Regions from separate parts of the Mus musculus genome. Here region 2 is linked to region 1. Evidence: chromatin contacts called from public Hi-C data. All regions are on one chromosome and are shown on one strand. Each heading gives the region's core, a stretch centred on a gene start, on an enhancer-like site or on the middle of the called end of the contact. The rest is flanking DNA. Distances are from core to core; before and after follow the strand shown.

Region 1 (2,785 bases), core at 153-2,652:
CATAAGACAGACTGATGTTCAAAAATTCTGTATGCTGTATCCTTTAACTGACTGTCTTTTAAGTGCCTGGTACAATATTACCTGGCAGAAATTGAAAGACTTATAGAAAACAGAAAGTGTATTAGCCATCCAAAGGCACAAAGGAGAGGACCTGTGCTTTCTAACTCAGTTCTTTCAAGGAAGAGGCCCTAGGCACTCCCTCAAGCAGACACTTTAAGCAGACAAAACACTTTCATCTACTTTACCTATTGTATTGTTCCTGGTTAGTGGTAAACAAATGTTTATTGAGGGGAAGGTATCCTTGGGATTACTCCCAAAGTTTATCATCAGCATTTGCATACTGCTAAGTATGTGAACAGCTACTAAGATTTAGTTGATAAAGATGCTAGTCTAAGATGTTTGAAAATGGCATTTGTAGGGAGTTGAAAGTCAATGCACATGTAATTTTGCCACTCCACATTTTCAAGGAATTCTGTGCCAAGTTTCAGATTCACATAAGTCACCAGAAGTTTCAAGAGAGGGGTGTTAAAACAGTGCGCATTAAGTGTGCTCTAGATTTCATACTGAAATGTCTTCCTATTAAACAAAGTAATTTACTTTTGCTCTATGAAATTTGAAAATTACAATTTGAAAAATTGAAAGTGCCTGCACAACCTATACACAGTATCTCTAATCCTTTACAAAACTCTCAAAGGATAAGCTAGTCCCATTTTACAGATTTAAAAAAAAAATCAAAAAACAAGGGGAAAAAAACAAATCAGGTTCAGATATTTGGAATTCTGTTTAACATGCTGTTTAGTGAAAATTACAGAATATAGGATGTAGGTTGATTGGCTATTTATTAAAGAACCTTTAGAAGTATAATAAATTCAAGCTGAAATATTTATCTTCTAAAAATGTTAAACATGATCTCTGCTTTTATAATCAATTATAAAATTCACATATTTAGTTCTGTTTCACAATGATAGACTTGGCTATCCACTCAGACAAGTACAATCAAATACCAAATACTTAACCAAAGGGAGAACGGGAAATCTACAATTTAAATCAATGCTAATGAATGAAAAATACTTTAGTCATTATGTAACTGCCTCGGTTTGAATTTAAATAATCTCATGTATAAAGCTTTGGTTATCCAATTCCAGAACAAGTAAAAGTTAAGTTCTAGGCAGCCCACTAAGATTCTAATTAAGAAGCAAGTACAAAGAATTAAATTTTTTTAAATACTCTTATTGGAGTTCAACCTCAAAAAAGGTATTTCACGAAGAGGCCGTACAGCTTGTAAGATTCCTTCTATCTCAAATTACTCTGATTAATGTCTGATAAAACTGGGTTAGCAACAAGAGGTAGCCCATAATTCTACATGAAAACTCAGAATGGTCTTTTGTTCCCTTTGTCTAATGTTAAGCCAATAGTGAAAAACAAGAATGTCTGCTTAGGAAAAAGGGACCTCTTGGTTGTTGTAGGTTTCTTTGTTGTTGTTGTTGGTTGTGGTGGTGGGTTTTTTTTTGGGGGGGGGGGGTTAAATTTAAATATCTTGCTCTTTACCTGACACTGCAAATTCATCCACATCTCTCTCTGAGCCTAAAAGACTACAGAGGGCACTGTTGCACCAGCTTTGACGCTTTACAATAGAAGCCTTAAGAAAAAAACATTCTATAATTTCTCTAAAGGGTCAAACGGAATGGAAATCTACTAAGCTTAATATAAAGGGAAAAAACCAAAAGTATATTTTTTTCTAAGAGACTGGACTTCAATAAGGGGAAAAACTTAACAAAAACAAGTGTCAGGCTGAGAACAGAGCAGGCTCCTTTCATTTCCCTTTGTAGTGCTTTCCCAAGAAAGGGAACTAATCATAGCGCCTCCTTATCCACTGCAAACAGCACCCACTGCAGAGCCCTCCTCACAGTCAATACCAAAAGGAGTGTGGCACCTCCTGCAATCCTTCCATAATTCTATCAGGAAAAGAATGCAGCCTGTTTGCATACTTTTGTCTAAAAGGCCAATTGCATTTGTCCCCTCTTTGGGTAAAATGACAGCTACAGATCAATCATTCTCACGTGAAAGTAAACACTGGGAAAAAAGCAAAAACTGAGAACTGAAATCCTTACCTTTTAAAACATTTTATTACACAGGAATATACAAATACAGAACATAATTTTAAAACACAAGTTTTTCTCAAAAACATCTACTGGACAACAGTGCCAGTGTTACCCACAGTACTTACAAACCTAGGAAATAAAAATTCACATCATTTCTGTCACAATTTTTTGGCACTAAATTCAATTATAAGCAGTACCAATTGTTTTATACCTATGCTTTCAATATATACAATAAACCTAGTATACATGATATAAAGCTTCATATTATATCACCATTTAAATTTTTTTATACTTCCTTATTTAGCCAGATTTAATTTTTTGATACCACCAATAACATAAAAAATATTTCATTTGGATAATTAAAAACTAGTATCTCGAATTATTCACTAGTTATGAGAATGGTAATGTCATGCCCCAAGAAACTAGAGATAATATGCAAAAGGAGACAAGAAGATAATCCTTTAATACACACCAAACACATCACCAGCACACCATGGTCCATACATCACCATGTACACAGGTACTATCATAAAGCTTGGACCTCTACTATAAAATCCAAATTTCCCTAGAAAAGCCACTCACTACATAACACACCTCTGTTACTCTCCAATGTCCAGGGAGATTAACACCTTCTCTGAAATCAAAGCACAGAACTGTAAAAGTGTTAAAAATTCTACAATAAG
Region 2 (2,785 bases), core at 120-2,619, 180 kb after region 1:
TTAGGGATCAGTGTTTCTAGAATTAGATAGATAACCAGGAAAAGAAGACATCTATATAGATAAAGACAATAGGAAAATATTCAGGTCTAAGATCTGACTTTTAATTACGATTCTGTTTTCCATCAATGAAAACAGCATAGATTTGAGGGATTTATTATGAAAGGACAGACATAATTAGCTAGAGAGCAAAATACAGCCTGACCTTCCAAAGGGGTCAAACTCATTCTAGGATAAGACAGCCAGGGGATACTCTATCTCTGATGTTTGTGGCTACTGTAGATCATTGTGAAGCATTCTTTCCAGTTGACTATGGAGATGAACGGAACTCCTTTATCACCTAATCCCAAATGCCTGGGACTAGCGATTGGATCCTGAATGCTTTAATCATTTCCACTCCTTGTGCACATCGGTCCTGTGACTGAAAACATGAAGTAAGGAGGGTCAACCTGCTGGAAACCTATTCTGTAAGCAATTTCTAAAGAGGTATTCAATTGAGTAGGCCAGATGCCCAAAAGTAGTCTCATAGAGGCTGAAGTGGGGCGAAATAGAGTAGGGTGTATGAGAGAACAAAGTGGAAGAGAAGAAAATAAATGACAGTAGACATAAAAGTAATTGTTATTGACCTGGGCTGGGATCAGTCATTCTTAGACATCTGAGAGCATTTCCTCTGCTCTGTCAACATGAATGGGCGGCACCATGAGAACAGTCCGTTCCAGAAAGCACTTCCTGACTTCATTTCTCACAGATGCCTTTTACCTCTAAATTTCTACATTGCTTCTAACTTGTACCTACCACAATGAGCCTTGGGTGTTTGTTTGCTTGTTTGTTTTTCTTTGTTTTTTTTTTTACCTGTATGCAGAGAAATGATAAAAATATGTCTGTGTAGGTAGAGAAGCTTCATCATTTTTGTTTATGACCCACCTGCTGCTAAGAGGACCAAGGGTAACAATCTATCTGAACATCAAAAGCTGGGTCTTTCCTTCATTTTTCAATTTCTGTTATTATCTGCGAAATCAGAAAATTGTACTGGATGAGATCTCAGATGTCCTTCTGCCCTTCATACTCTGTGAGTCCCCCCTAAACCAAAAGACATAACCTTTCCCCAGTGAATGAAGACTGTGACAGATCATAACCACTTAGATAATTTTGGTCTGCAGGTGTTGCTGTGACACAAGAAGAATTCAGAGATGACAAGGAACACACCCAACAAGGGGGATGAAAAGATGTTCACAAAGTTTTGTTTATAGCACACATAAGAAAGTGAATTTCCCCTGTTCCAGCATCTCTCTGTGAAACGAATGGGGTCGATTTCCCAAACAGGGCAAAAGGCAGAGGTTGTGTGTTCTCGCCAGCTGGACCTCCCTATCTGAAAGGATGTCCTGTTTACACTTGGCACCAGAGACTGATGATTGCATTGCCTGAGTGCCCAGAGAATAGGATGGAAGGCAAAATGAATTTTCACACAAGTTTAAAAAATAGCACTTGCTGACCCTGTCATTGTACCACCTGGGACTGGTTTACCTAAGAGAATACTTACAGAGAAGGGCAAGGCCATGGTATCTAGGGAATGCAGGCTTTGTTAGCCAGGACATTTTTCTCCATTCTCTCCTCTCACCTTCCTTTTTTCTTCCCCATCACATATGTTTTCTTCTTCTTCTTCTTCTTCTTCTTCTTCTTCTTCTTCTTCTTCTTCTTCTTCTTCTTCTTCTTCTTCTTCTTCTTCTTCTTCTTCTTCTTCTTCTTCTTCTTTTTCTTTCATGAAAAGAAGAGGTGAGAGCTTGGCTGACAGCCAGATTCATTTCATGAAATGAACTGTGTAGGTAGTCGAACACTGCACAATCTAATATTAGTATAGCTAAGCATTCAGTAAAGGGAAAATTAGCACAGCACGTATGTTTTAAGGTCATAAAGGTTCATTTCCCTTTTCAAAGCAATATTGTATCTTTAAAACAAGGCGTAAGAGGTGGTGGGATGCCAGAACAAAGAAGCAAGACAAATAAGAAGCAGATCAAAATCTTCCCTAGACACTTGACTGCAGTGGCAGCTTTGCAATGGGTGAAAGTTAGTCTGTTTGTCCCTTGAAAATCCTTGTTAAACAAAGATGCTTCTTTAAGGACTTCTCAGAGAGCTTTTCTGCTTCTAACAACTCATCTCTGTGACTCCCTGAACTAGTTTATAGTTAATACTATGTGCTGTCATGTTTTAGTGTTGGATACTACTCTGCAGTACATTTTCTGGTATAAAATGGTAGGGGCATATGCTCATGAGTGTGTGTGTGTGTGTGTGTGTGTGTGTGTGTGTGTGTGTGTGTGTGTGTATGTGTGTATGTGTTTGTATGTGTGTGTTTTCTGTGTATACACACACAGAGAGAATGAGAGTAAGTATGTATGCATATTGTCTGAGTATACATACATATATACATACACACAGAACATTTCAGAGGTATAATTTTGACTCATAATGAGATTATCAACTTTCTTTCAAATACAGCCCAACAAAATTCTATTTTTAGGCATTATGATTCTAACACAGAAATTAGTCAAGGGATATTAAGTTAAACAAAACAAAACAAAACAAAAAAACTAGTTTTCTGAGTTTTTGGTTTTCCCAATGAATTTGCCCCTAATTTTATGCTGTCTTTGTTTATTTGACTTTGCATATGCAAAAATCATGCCTAGAAATTGAATTGTGTGTACTTGAGGATGGTGGCATTGCTTTGACAACGAGCAAAGCCAGAATTAGCAAGTGAATAGCCAAGTAAATGAAGACCAGGTACTCATAACCC

Evidence for each region. Hi-C and Micro-C count contacts between places; a contact is called where the count stands out from the background.
Region 2: a Hi-C map of liver shows a contact between it and region 1, with 3 times the contacts expected there. The contact joins two enhancer-like sites. A contact is called at or near these places in 5 of 484 Hi-C or Micro-C datasets (the 3T3-L1 cell line, embryonic fibroblasts and liver), 1 of 115 datasets of contacts at active chromatin or transcription factors (liver) and 1 of 9 other capture datasets (embryonic tail).

The regions. Positions count from the first base shown.
Region 1 is chr2:114,620,884-114,623,668 of GRCm38.p6, forward strand. All of the region lies in intron 3 of Dph6 (diphthamine biosynthesis 6), which reads right to left. Among named protein-coding and RNA genes, the nearest start is that of Dph6, 33 kb to the right of the region's middle. Within about 2 kb of position 1,403, at least 31 of the 459 cell types and tissues checked have an H3K27ac peak or open chromatin away from gene starts, as enhancers often do. A contact at or near this core is called in liver, where this site is marked.
Region 2 is chr2:114,802,757-114,805,541 of GRCm38.p6, forward strand. No RefSeq gene overlaps it. Among named protein-coding and RNA genes, the nearest start is that of Gm13974, 50 kb to the right of the region's middle. Within about 2 kb of position 1,370, at least 4 of the 459 cell types and tissues checked have an H3K27ac peak or open chromatin away from gene starts, as enhancers often do. A contact at or near this core is called in liver, where this site is marked.